Linked DNA regions of Mus musculus: region 1 is linked to region 2. The links are chromatin contacts, called in public HiChIP or PLAC-seq maps. All regions are on one chromosome and are shown on one strand. Each heading gives the region's core, a stretch centred on a gene start, on an enhancer-like site or on the middle of the called end of the contact. The rest is flanking DNA. Distances are from core to core; before and after follow the strand shown.

The links. HiChIP or PLAC-seq counts read pairs in DNA pulled down with a chosen protein or histone mark.
Region 1: an H3K27ac HiChIP or PLAC-seq map of VIP interneurons shows a contact between it and region 2, with 2.3 times the contacts expected there. The contact joins two enhancer-like sites. A contact is called at or near these places in 2 of 15 datasets of contacts at CTCF or cohesin (the NIH/3T3 cell line and large pre-B cells) and 2 of 115 datasets of contacts at active chromatin or transcription factors (VIP interneurons and pancreatic cancer cells).

Annotation. Positions count from the first base shown.
Region 1 is chr1:183,620,101-183,627,230 of GRCm38.p6, forward strand. No RefSeq gene overlaps it. Among named protein-coding and RNA genes, the nearest start is that of Gm39724, 7.8 kb to the right of the region's middle. Within about 2 kb of position 4,336, at least 3 of the 459 cell types and tissues checked have an H3K27ac peak or open chromatin away from gene starts, as enhancers often do. A contact at or near this core is called in VIP interneurons, where this site is marked.
Region 2 is chr1:183,439,547-183,446,441 of GRCm38.p6, forward strand. No RefSeq gene overlaps it. Among named protein-coding and RNA genes, the nearest start is that of Hhipl2, 25 kb to the left of the region's middle. Within about 2 kb of position 2,650, at least 48 of the 459 cell types and tissues checked have an H3K27ac peak or open chromatin away from gene starts, as enhancers often do. A contact at or near this core is called in VIP interneurons, where this site is marked.

The DNA of each region.
Region 1 (7,130 bases), core at 3,086-5,585, 180 kb after region 2:
TCAGGTTAAACAGCAAGAGCTTTATGCCACTGAGCCCTCTCACCAGCCCTTCCTCCAGAACAGCTTCTGAGAAATCTGTTCGCTTGATTGAGGGTTCCCTGTTTGTGATGGGCTGTTTCTCTCTTGATGATTTCAGAATTCTTTCTTTGGACCATGTATTCTCAATCTATTTATATTAACTGCAGCATTAGTTTGGGAAAGACACATTTGTGTAAAAAATTATGTAAGTATGATGCTGGAGAAGTGATTGATCCCGAGCAGTGCGCAGGGAGTGGAGGAGGAGTCGGAACAATTAGGAAGGAAAGGCACGAGCAAGAAGTAATAAGTGTTTCAGCATGGAGAAGTCCTGTTTGGTGTCTTTTTATACCACTCAGTGATGTTTGGATAAACTCCTCTGAACTGTTTCTCCATCTGTAAGAGGGTTCTAACAACACACTTATAACAATACACTGAAGGGCTGTGAGGGGGAAGTAATTACATTAATTAATTACATACATTAATTACTCAGGGCAATCTGACTGATTCCGAGATATCACTCAAGTGAATGGTTTACTATAGCTGACAAAAAGTTATTATAGTTGATGAAAAGAAAGAATGACAGTCAGTCTTGCTAATAATCCTCTGTATAACTGATGAAAGAATATTCTGTAAAATTCTCTGTGTATGTGTGTGTGTGTGTATACATATGTGCATCTGTGTGTCTGTGTGTGTCTGTATGTGTGTCTCTGTGTGTGTTTTGTGCATGTGTGTGCATATGAGTATGTGTGTATGCATGTGTATGTGTGCATATGTGTGTCTGTGTGTATATGTAAGTGTGTATGCATGTGTGTCTGTGTGTGTCTGTGTATGTGTGTTCAGGTGAGTATGTGTGTAGTGGCTATTCCTGGTTGCCAACTTGACAATATTTGGAATGAACTACAATCCAGAATTGGAAGGCTCACCAGTGACCCTTATCTGGAGGCTTGGAGATCCTTATCTGGATCTTGGTATGGAGATCTTGAGCCATAGTGGCTATGGATTCCAGAAGATTGAATCTCCGAGTTCAAGGAACATACCTTTAATCTGGGCTACGCCTTTCATCTGGGATTAAGGGTGTGGTGGAACACACCTTTAATCTGGACTACACCTTCTGCTGGAGACAATATAAGGACATTGAAAGAAGGGAGTCTAGCTCTTGCTCTTGCTCCTTCGCCTGCTTGCTGCGTGAGACTGAGTAACTGCTAGATCCTTGGACTTCCATTCACAGCTGCGACTGAACAATTGTTGGGAATTGGGCTGCCTACTGTAAGTCATCAATAAATTCCTTTACTATCTAGAGACTATCTGTAAATTCTGTGACTCTAGAGAACCCTGACTAATACAATGTGTAAGTGTGTGCATGTATATGTGTGTGTGTAAGTGTGCATGTGTGCATATGTGTGTGTGCATGTGTGTGTGCATGTATATATGTGTGTGTGTGTAAGTGTGCATATGTGTGTGCATGTATATGTGTGTGTGTAAGTGTGCATGTGTGCATGTGTGTGCGTGTGCGCGTGCTCATGCATGTGGAAGTCAGAGGGCAACCTCAGGCATCACCTTTCACCTTGTTTATGCCAGGGTCTTTGCTATTTGCTGTGGTGGACATTGGGCTGTCTGGCCTGTGAGTTTTCAGGGATCTCTGCCTCCACTTTCCATCTTGCCATCTGAGCACTGGGACTGCACATTTTTATTACTTGGCCTGGTAATAGAAGCCATGTCCTTATGGTTATGCAGAAGTGCTTACCCACTGAGCCATCATCCAGCATCGAAATCATCATCTTTTCTTCCTAAGAGATTCTGGACAGGAGCCTGGAGCTGAGAACAGACACGTGGGAGATGTCCCTCTGAGCAAGCTGTGGGTGCCTAGGGGCAAGTGTTTTATCTTCTAGGGTGAGATGAGGCTAAAGATACTCTGGCCTTAAGTGTAACGAGAAACCTGGGCAGCAGCCCGGGGACTTGATGATGGAGACAAGCTGGGAAGAATCTGAGAAGTCACTTAAAAGAACTACAAAACTAGCACTCAAAACTGTTAAGGACTGCTAAAAAAGAAACAGAAAAATTATATTAAATTCACTTTGAATGCATTTTCTACGTGCGTCCTCCTCAGTGTGGCTAGCCCCCTTTACTAGCTGTGCTGTGATTTTCTGTTGATAAAGCCCCCAGTAACCCCAGTGTTTTGCCAGTATCCGAACTCCAACACGAGCTTGTATTTCAGAGATAGCCAAGTCCTTCTGCCAGTATTTGGTAGTCATTGTTGGATGAGGTTGTCCTCCCTGGGCCCTGCGTATGCTTATACATTCTGTCTGGAATTTTCCAGAATGCAAAGCTTGGCCATTCTTTTCCTGGGTCATTGCTCAAAGTCATGTTTCCAATGAACAACCATAAAAAAATGAAGTTACGACTTCCTTTGGAACTCAGTGTGGGCTCTCTATAGAGAAGGCAGGCGGCTTTAAGTTGCTCCCGTAGGGATTTGAGGTGGGGAAGACAAAGGCAACCCAACACAAACATGAGCTCATTCTGTTCCTGAGCCATGATTAATAACTGTTTCTATGGTCTGAATCTCATGTCTTTTGTCAGCACCCAGGAAACAGCACAAAGTTAACTCTTTAGCTTCTGAGTAGGACAAGAGTTCTGGACACTAACATAACCATTGCTTACTGTAGGAAACATATCTCTTTAGGGTAAAGAAAGAGGAAGCCAAGGAAGAACACAGCTGAACACGTATCTTGGCGTGTTATTCACAGAGCCATCTAGGTCTGAACAACTGAAGTCCAGGTTTCTGGGGGGGGGAGCCTATTCAAAATCCATGGTGAAGATCCTACTTCTTAGAGTGGAAGAAAGGTACAGAGAAGATGCAGGTAAACTTATCCTTGCAAGAGAAAGTTTCTGTTTCTGTGAGGATTTGGGATTGAGAAGGAAACGAGATTAGAGTCTTAGGCTGTTCATAGAGACTCTCGGGTTTACACATTAGGGGCTGGACACTGGCATGGAAGAAACCTTTATTAGTCTATTTTCTGTTGTGATAACAGAATGCCTGAGGCTGGATGGTGTGTACAGAAAAGGGGTTCCTTTGACTCATAGTTTTGTTCAGTGCCTGGGGAGGGACCCCTCTAGCTTTCTCTAACATATTGACCACAGCCTGCTGTTGACATAAAGCAGGAGTTCACACGGAAGGGAGTGTGCCATCACACGGTGAACCAGGATGTAAGGAATTCAGGAGGTTTTTAAAAGTCAGAATGGAAGTTGTTTGAGAGCTTGCCAAACATGGCTAATTTCCATTTTTGCTGACTTGATGGTTTTAAACTATAAAATATAGGAACTTCTGTTTTGCTTTGTTTTGTTTTGAGACAAAATATTGCTTTGTAACCCGTGATGAACATGAACTCTTTCTGCCTCTCAAGTGCTAAGGTTACAGGGGTAACCATTGGGCCTGGCCAGAGCCATTCCTATAGTCAACAATGTCAGGTGCCTGGAGACATTTTCAAAATCCAACATTGGCTTCCTTCCTATTACTATTCAGGTCATGACCACTGTTCCTGACTGCCTAGTAGAGTCTGACATGACAGACTATAGAAAACGATGACAAGTGAGCTCTGCTTTTGGGAAAAAAATGCAGATATGGAGTATTGGTTTGGCTTGTTGATTTCCTTCTGAAGAAACGGTGACCAGCAAACTCATTTCATAGCTGTGTCATTAGGCCAAGCACTGGTGCTGATGTGGGCCAGACTGGCTGGTTGAGAGCAGCATCTCTGGGGAGTGGTCATGGCAACAGCCATCCAAGACAGGGGCACTTGGCTCCTCTGTAGATATGGAATTTAATGGAGACTCTGGGTTGTTTATCTCTTTGAACCTCTGCAGGTAGGTGAGTGCAGTGGCGCTTTAAACACATATTAATCTGGCTACTCAGATTCATACTCAATGCTGGCCTGTTTATCTATGGGCCCATGAGGTTTGGCTTACTCTTCCTGGGAGATGGATTCATAATTTCATATAGAAGATATCATAATCACCATTGCCTATAGAGATAATGTCTTGTTAGTCCGTCAGCCACTTGTTTTTAAAATTTAAGTCATTATGGAAAAAATAGATCACACATCACTGGTTTATTCATTTTGAGGATTAGTTTGTAGTGGAGTTGGTAGAAAAAAATTAATACCAGCAATGCAAATATTTGGCTAGCATAGAACATCAGGCTATAATTCTTCTTCATACCTAAAAAATACATAAAAATATAAATTTTCCCCCAGGGCCTGGATCCTTGGTTAGTGTCTGATGTAGAGACAAAAGAATGTCTCCCTATGTTTAGTGACAAGCAGATGGGCATGAGAGAGGACCACAGGAGGACACCACCTGCTGAGTGGTGTGCATGTCACGTTTGTTGGCAGAACATTGCAGAGGGAAATTGGAAAAAGATTCTCAAAGGCCTCATGAAGGACATGTTACATCCTCCTTTCTCTGTAAGATGAGCCATTCACAACACCTTCCATTTCTAACACAGACAGTTGTAACACTCAGAAATCAGCCTCATTTAGTTTAATCTTAATGACACTCCAGAAGTCACTGCAGCAGGAAGAGATCTGATATAGGAAGAAACATTATTGTGACAGGAATTAGCATCGATGTTTATTCGTAGCTTGAGAGAATTTAGCTTATTGATAGAGGTATTTTTATATGTGATTGGGCTCACAGCAGAGGTAAAGATAGAAATTACTTGGTCAGGATGTCAAGCATTTTACATAGCCTCGAATGTCATATATCTGACTATAATAGCTTTACCTGGAAACACCCTAGAATTATGCCGTGATATTATTTGATAGTGTGTGGGATTCAGTAGATGGTAGATTATTATAGCTTTAATTTAAATAAATGTGATTACTCAGGTCCAGCTGGATTTTTATTGTATAACAGACTCAACAGAAATGCTGTCTGACACTATGGGATCTATGGCTTGTGTGCTAGAAGAATCCTTTTGAAATCATAGCATTTATTAAAGAGTTATGGATCATCTGGAGTAAGAAATAGTGCTCTGGGGACCAGGGAGATAGGTCACTTGTGAAGGTGCCTCCATGCCATCACAAAACCCGAGTGTGGACCCCAGCTTCCATGTGAAAAATCCAAGTGTGGGCTGCACACTTTTAATCCCAGCATTGGGGATCCAGAGACAAGAGGATCCTGGGAGCTTTCTGGCCAGTCAGACTAGCTGAACTTGTGGGTCTCAGGTTTGGTGGGAGACCCTTTTCCCAAATAAGTTGGTGAGGGACTGAGGGACTGAGGGACTGAGGAAGACATGCAACATTGTCCTATGGCTTCTCTATACAGGTGTACACATGTATACTCACCTGTGTGTGTGCACGCTCACACACACACATACTCACTCACGCACACACAAAGAGAGTGACAAAGAGAAAGGGGAGAGAAAAGAAGAAGGAGAAAGAGAAGGAAAAAGAAGAGGCGAAGATGGTGGTGGAGGAGGAGGAGAAGGAGAAGGAGAAATACTGTTTTGCTTCCTAGCTTTCATTGTGTAATTTCTTTCCTTGGGTGAGGAATGATTTATTGAATAGGTAGCTCACATTTTACAAGAGAGAAGCCAGAGAACAGCCATAGCAAATACAGTGCCAGCCAGAAGTGGTGAAAATAGATTTCACAAACCAGGGAGCCATGATTTGTGCGGATTTCTCGCTACTCATACAAAAATCTGAAAGTAATCACCATCTGGAGCTGACATGAACTCTCCAAGAGCAAGTTGAGGCAAACTCATTTGTTATATGTGCAAACCTGTCCCTATACCTACAGCTGTCTGTGTCATTGTGCCTAAGCCAGATGCATCTACATTCAGAACTGATGTGTGTGTGTGTGTGTGTGTGTGTGTGTGTGTGTAGATCAAAGGAGTCCTGAAGCAAATAGAAATTTTGGTGTGTGATGTGGGAAGATCTTCTATTATACCCTCAAGAAATGTAGACTTGGGAATTCTGGGCTGAAGTGCACAAAACATGTCAAATTCACAATTGATTGGATGTCTTGTCAACTGCCCATCTAACTTAAAGAGCACTGGAATTGTGGGGGGGAGCGGGAGACAGAGAGACAGAGAGACAGAGAGAGAGAGAGAGAGAGAGAGAGAGAGATCTAAGCTCACAGTTCTGACTCATGCTATTTTTTTGTATAGTTTTACAAAAGAATGGGAGGAACAAGCAAGCAGTTATGAGCCTGTTATATGGTACCTTTGTACCAGTGTAGACAGGATAGAGTGGAAAAGTTCCACTCAAGCTTGTGACTGGGACCTAGAAAATCACTATGAAGTGTGGGTCTCATCCTGACAGGAAAAGGCCAGAAGAACTTCAAATCAACCATTTTTTTTTTTTTTTTAAAATCAGAGAACAAAGCCCAAATTCTCTAAAGAGCAGACAGAATTCGGGTCTTTCCAGAAGGTAAAAGACCTGTGTTTCTCTCACCCCCCCCCCCAGGGTGGAGCAATTAGCCTACCTTTTGGGGCTTATTCCAGTCACACTTCTCAGCAGCAGACACAGAGGCTGATGGACCAGAACAAAACCTCCCCAGACCAGTGTGAATCACCACAGACACAGAGGCTTAGCATGACAGAAATGTACTCTCTTTAGTTCTAAAGCTAGAGGCTAAAGTGAGGCTGTCAGAATGAATGTCTGTGTCCCCTACCAAAGCTCAATGGAAATTACTTTTCTAGTAGCTTCCTATCTCTGGTGCTCCTGGCAATCCTCAGTGGTCATAGGCTCACAGCTGTGTCACTCCAGTCCATCTCCACCTTCACCTTGCTGCTGGATCTGTTTCTACTTTCTCTCTTCTATTGAGAACTATCAGTGCTTTCAGCACCTGCCTTCAGGCTAATGTACTGTTGTTTTGATCATTGTCTTCCACATATCTGTAAACCCTTTACCTTCAAATACATTGCCACTCTGAGGTTCTGGCTGGATACACATCTGGGGAGAACTCTATTCCACCCACTGTAGAACCTCAGACAGTGAGCTCACATTAACCCCATCCTGATTACTTACAGCACGGCAAGCTAGGCCACAGCTCGGCAAGCTAGCCCACAGCTCTGGCTGGGAGTGAGGACTTTGAATTTTAGCTGCTCCTGAGGC
Region 2 (6,895 bases), core at 1,400-3,899:
CTGGCATCCATGTGCATTTCTTTGGAAGCATCCCCAGGCACTAACATCTTAGGAATCCTTTCCCCATTGCATCTTTTCTGCTTGTTTAAGTGATGTTTTTATTCTTGGAGAGTTCCAAATTATATCCAGTCACCTACCGCCTCCTCTAGCTCTCTCTAGGGCCTCGATCCCTCTCCTTTCCCCTTCGCGTCTTTTACTTTTTTTTGTTATCGATCACCCCTTGAACACAACAGGTGCTGCCCATACGCACATGAACGTGGACCACCCACTAGGGCATGAGCAACCGTTCAGTGGCCTGGTCCCTCGGCAGCTACCTCATAGCTTCTCCTGTGTGGTGGTGGGGCCCATGCTGTAATTTTGACTGGCTCGATTTTGTGCTGGTAACCACAGCTAATGTGATTCCATGCATGCAACAGCCATTTCATGCCTAAAAAGTGAGTGTTTCGCAATTCTCTCCCCTTCTCTCCCCCTACCCCCAGTCTCCAGCTTTTGACATTCCATCTGCCCCTTCTGTGAAGTTCCCTGAGCACTGGATTGTGGGAGGTTGGTGTGGATGATCCATCTGTAGCCGAGTGCCCAGTTATTTATACTTGGCACTTTGACCTGTTATGAATCTTTACATGAACCACGACCCACGGCCAAAGGAAGCTCCTCTGACTAAAGGTGAGGGAAGCAGGAATCTATGGGCACAGACATACATATTTAGAAGGTAGTGTGATAGTATGACCACTTAGCACAAAAGCAAAAACCAAACCAAACCAAACCAAGCCAAACCAAGCCAAACCAAAACATCATCATCATCATCACCACCACCACCACCATCATCAACAACAGCAGCAGCAGGTAGCCCACAACCCCTAGACAGGCCTGTGATCGCCTCAGTCTTGGGCTTTTGACCGGGTTTACAGCACCAAGGATGTCAAGGATGAATTTCCTTCTGTGGAGCAGGCCTCACATCCGACCTGAGAACGGTTGGTTACCTGCTTAGCTGTCATGTCTCTAAATTCCAGCGAGCACTTCCAGCCACCAGGTCAGTGCAGTGAGGATCACAGCTGTGTAAGACTGCTGGTGACTTTTCTCCTCCAGAGACTGGCACAGGACCTCTGGCCTGGGTAAGCTAAGCCAGCAGAGTTCCCTGGCCAGCTCGGGTTGTTTCTCTATGTTGTGCATCATAAGGGAGAGGTACCTTCGGTAATGGGGTCTCACCATCTAGTTCTGGAGGGCAACCAAGAGCAATGGCAGCAGCCTGTGTTGTGCCGGGTGCCTCTGGGGGCCCCCTTAACCATAACTCACAGGGAGGGATTGCCTGCCTGGCTCTGAGATCATTATTTATAACTTACGTCTTCTGGGGGCAGCGTTATTCACCCATGCAGAATCCTCCTGATATATATATATCCCCAAACAGCGCCACCTACTGGGACCAAACGTTTAAATACACGAGACTATGGGGATCATTTTACATTCAAGCTTGGGAACCTGAGCTCCAGACCCAGGGTTTTCAATCAGGGGTGGTTTTGCACCTCCCAGCCCAGGGAAACAATGGCAATACCTGCAGACACTTTGATAGTTGTAACAGGATGGAGTCGGGGGTTGGGGTTGCGACTGGCATTTCCTCAGCAAAAGATAGGGGTACTGTTAGATGCTTGTGGTGAGCAGACAGCTTCACAGTAACACAGACCGCTTTGACCCAGTGGTGCCAAGGTCAAGAAATCTCAGTCTCTACATATCTGTAAGGCACTGGAAGTCTGGAGCTGGCAGTGCTGAACCAGCTCGGGCTTCATGCAGCGACAGAGCATCAGCAAGGGCTGTAGAGGCCGCCTGTCCAGAAGCCTATCTATTCTCTTTTGTTTTTTCTCTCATGATCATGTATTTTTTAAATTTCCTTTGATAGCAGTGCCATACATGTGGAGACCAGAGGATGCATTTGAACTGATAAGGACTAGGTAGAACTGAAGGGCTAGATGGAATGTTAAGGCCTAGGTATAACGTTAAGCCTAAGTAACTCTTACGTGGCTAGCCTGCCATTTTGCGCTGTTACTAGTATTATAAGGAAACTTCCTTATGTGCAAGTTGATTGCATATTCTCTTAAATTCTTTGCTCTTGGAAACTGAGCACAACAGAGGTTAGTTAGAACTGCTCTGTATAGTTAGCCAAAATGAGCTTTGACCCAAATCAGCCAATCAGCAGCACTTCCTGCATATGTGTATAAGCTTGTATGGTATCTGCTTTTATAAGCTGCCCCTGGTGTGAGCCTGAGCATAAGAGAGACATCTGCATCTATTAGAAATAAGACTTCTATTTTGAGTAAGTGTTGAGAGGCTACCGTGGAAAACACCTTCTACCTCTTTCTTGCACGTGAAGAGCAGAGTACTGGGAGAATATTCTTGTACTCCAAGTTCAGAGACCATGGTCAGGAAGGCTAAATAAAGACAAGAGGGCCACCTCTCTCCGTGTCTGTGCTGGGGACACCTGGAGACCACATCGGCTTCTCTGCCTTGAGTTCATCATTTGTAAGCAACAGCTGCTAAGGAGAAAGGGTGGGGCAGGGCTGGCAAGTGAAGAACTCGCCCAGCTTCCTTGTTGGTGACACAGTCGTCGCTTGTTTACATTAAAGATAAAAAGGGCACAGCACAAGACTGCCAGGCAAAGTCTGGTGAGTAAGTAGAGAAGAATTCGGAGAAAACTTTCCTTACAAGAGGACCTCGTTGTCCTCTTGGCTGCAGTTAAGTGAGTAGTCAGTAGGTGGCGCTAGGTCACCACATAAGAGATTGCCTGCCCTGGCTGCAAATCAGTCTTGGAGCTCACACACTCCTCCTGAGAGAGGAAAATAGAGTAACAGGAGAGATTTAGTTCTTAAAATAAGTCAGCAGCCTAGTGAAGCAAGCACGACCACGGCAGGTACATTTTCTTGCTTGAACTGGCGGAGAAGGACGTTTGCTGCCAGGGGCTCTGGTTGCAGATTCCAAAGGATCAAAACACAAACGTAGATGAAGTCTCTCAGCAGGCCTGGCTTCACAGGTGAATCTGAGCCATCTGGTGCTGGCCGTACCGGCCCTAAGAATGCGATCCAGCAGGGACAGTATTCTGTGGTGACAGTTCAGAGGGAAGGGCTTTGTCACCCAGGCCCCTGTTTTCGCTGTCAGTGCTGATGCTGGGACCCCAGCTTGCGACCGTTTAGTAGACTTAAAGATTTAACGTGATCAGGCTATTTCTGGATAATGGTTTCTGCTTCCTTGCCTGGGGACTGAGCAAAAGACTCAAGAAAAAGGACCCCGAATAGCAGGTTGAAATGGTGCAGAAGAGTCTCCCCGATATTGAGAACTATGTTCCTGGAAAATGGGGCAGAGCAGGTTCTGGTATTTTGAGAGAGTCAAATACCCGATCATTATAGCACAGATTTGACAGAAAGAAAGGGGAGGAGAAAGATGGCGGGCTAAAGACACAGCAGGGTGGTAGGAATATATCAATTATACATAGTAACATAATAATATATTAATTATACATAATAGTTTCACTGTATTTCCATACACACATCTAAAGCATCTGCTATATTCACTCTCTCTTGTTCCCACCCCATCCAACCTGGTCCCCTCCCTCTTCCTAACACCCACTCCCCCCTTTCAACTTTCATGTTGTTTTTTGTTGCCGTTGGCCCGGTGCATTTCACTAGGATGCTTAGAGGATGAAAGGTTGTTTACTGGAACACAGGCAACTTAGTGTTGGTCACACCACTGAAGAAAGTGTTTTCCCTTCCCCCAGTAGCCATGAGCTGCTCAGAGCTCCTCAGAGAGGAGTTGGGTCTCTAGAGCCCCTCTTCCCTCCTAAGATGCTGATGGCCTTGTCCGGTGTAGGTCATCACAACGGCTGTGAGCTCAGACATGTAATTACCATGTCGTGCCTAGAAGACAGTGCTCCCAAGCAAAGAATTTTGTTTCTTAAATATGTGGGTGACCTTTGGGTGTATATCACTCCCTGTTCCCAGGAGTTTCTGAAGAGCCACTGGTCACAGGCCCGAGAAAGCAGTAAGTCAGTAGGACAATCGATAACCAGAATTTATAGACCCGAATAAAGGAATCAGTAAATTTGAGTTCCACAACAGCATACAGATCTTCTTCTGCAGATGACACACGTTGCTTCATGAATGATCATAATGGAAGCCTCTATAAATTGATGATGCTTGTGGATCTCAGCTCTACCCAACAGTGCAGCTTCCAGCTGGAGATACTGGCAACCTGGCTGTGGGATGCTATTCCCCAGGTCACCTCACATTAGCGTGGACCCTCAAGACCTCTGTTCTAGCAAACAGAGTTTCTTTTTTTATGCCTTGTGGGCAATAAGTGCCCAGGTGGCTCACTTTCATGTAGGGATAAAGTTATAAGCAGGACCCACGTGGGAGTTTGCATCCCTTGTCGTGGGATGTAGCTCCCATTCATCTGATTCTTCTCTCATCTCTGGAATACTGATTTTACACCGTGTTACCTTCAGGGCACTGAGGACATGCTCTGTGCAGAAACAAAAGTGGGGTGTCTGCCTTCAGGAAGACATGAAAACAGGCCTTTTCTACCCTGCTGATCCTTACACATACAAATGTGTAAAAGTCTGAGAAATGAGTACTCCCCAAATTAACTTCTTAGTGTGGAAGAGCTTAAATGGACTGCCTGCGGTTGCCCAAGCACAGATCTAGGTCTGAAAAGTCATGGTCTTGAGCCTCTGGACTGAGGTGTCAGAGAGGCAGAGGGTGGGGGAGGGAGATTTGACTTCAGTGCTTTTAGCTGCAGGAAGGACTGAGCAGGGTCACAGGAAGATGCTGGCTGCAGTTGGGTGCTGGGTTGGTGATGTCTAACCTCCTGCCCACCCTGGATCAGAGGTGGGAGAGAAGGTTTTCAAAGCTGTGGATGGTACTGGGGGCTTTCTTTTCCCCTCAGTTGTATTTACAGGGAAGAATTCTTGTTTGTTTTACAAAAATAATTCTAGAGGCTGGCAAGGTGGCTTAGCAGATAAAGATGCTTGCTGCGGAGGCTGACAGCTTGAGAGTTTAATCCCCTGAATCCACATGGCGGAGAGAGAGAACCAACATTTATATGTTGTCTTCTAACCTACACACACACACACACACACACCTGTGCTATTTTACATGACACCTCTCTGATCACCTCCTGTCTATCTTTTTCAAACAGGCTTTAGTGAGAAGGTTTTCCTCTTTCGGTTTCTGTCCTAAGGTCCTGTCTATTCCACACTTAGCCACTCCACTCTCTATGTAACAGGCGATGCTGTGGGGAACAGGAATGGGGCTTAGCCACCGGTGCTTTCTAAAGGGAGCTTTGAAGAATGGTTTGAAGTAGACAGTATTAAAGGCTACAAGAGAGGAAACGGAGTGCTCTGGAATTAAGGAGGCATGGGCACACAGGAGAGCTTCAGCAACAGACAGCTGGGCCTTCAAAGAGCTTGGTTTGGGCCACACAGAGGTCAAGGTGTACAGAAAAGGTATTCACTGAAGAAATTGATGAAATCTAGGCAAATGATGGAGTGGCATGTTCCCTGGTGAGATGATAAAAAAAGACCAAAGTCTAGGTAATAGTAATAATAATAATTGTAAATTTTACCATGATGTGTTATGTCTTACCCTAACACATTTGTTAGCCCAATCCTCATGGCATCCCTGTGACACAGGGCCAGTCTTCCTGTTACAGATAAAGATCTGGAAGGGATGAACGAGTTGTTTCACAGCTTGTGATAGGGAGCTACAGCTTGGCCGTTCTTGTTGGAAGGCAAACAAAGAACCTAGAGTGCTTCACATCCCACCCCCAGCCTGCACTTACATCTTTCGTTCACTGTGCTATATACCCTCGCCCAGCCCATGGTGTCCACTCTGGTGTGCATTGTCATCTTCCTGGGGTTGAGCGTGGCCCAGGGGCCTGTGGGTGGCACTAGGAACCCTGTGAAGCATCCCCGTGGAGTGCAGGGAATTTCTGCACTGTTTAATACAGATGCAGGCGCTGAGTGGTAGCAGCACACAGCAGCAGCGGTGGATCCTGGCCTCACCTTGCTTCTTTCTCCAGTTTTAAATATAATTGTGTGGACTCTGCAGTATGGGGAGCGCGCCAGTGCCCTGTGAGCCTCTTGGGTTGGGAGCTGGTTTTCTTTTTCACGTCTGGTTCTCCGTGCACATAGATGAGTAGGGTCTCTCTGGGTGTCTGCATTAATACGGACCAGCACAGGCTGAAGGTGCCTTATCATGCCTCCACAGCCCAGAACCTGAGGCATGGGGGCTAGAGATGCAGGGATGATATGGACGCTATGTTTCCTGCAGCACAGCCATCCACACACAGTGTGAAAAGCAGTGTGTCCAAGGTCCTGTGTCAAGGAAAGGAGAGAGGGGGCTGAAGAGGGTTGTATGTATCTTGACATCTATTTTGACAGCTTATGTTGGACCATTGAAAGGCTCACGTTGAAGATCTGGGTGATGCTGCTCAAATTGGTTTTATGGTTGGGCCTTAACAATGGTCACTGACATTCAGACCAGTCACAGGCTATGAATGTGACATGATGGAGAAGTACAAAGCTTAAACCCTGGATCACACTCCAGATGGTCCCCGTTGAGCAGGACATACATGGCTATTGATTGCCCACATTTCAGAAATGGGCAGATAGTGCTCAGGAATGCTGATGTGGAGCCCGGGGATACAGAGAGGCGCCAACTGGGGAAAGGTAAAGGACGGAGAGACTGTTAACTGCCTAGTTATGTACATATGCGGCAGTCGATGAGATATGGTTTGAGTGAGAATGTCCTCCATGGGCTTAGAAACTCGAACACCTGCTCTCCAGTTGGGGGAACTGTTTGGGAAGGTTTAGGAGGTGTGGCCTGTTGGAGGAAGTAGGTCACTGGGGGGCGGG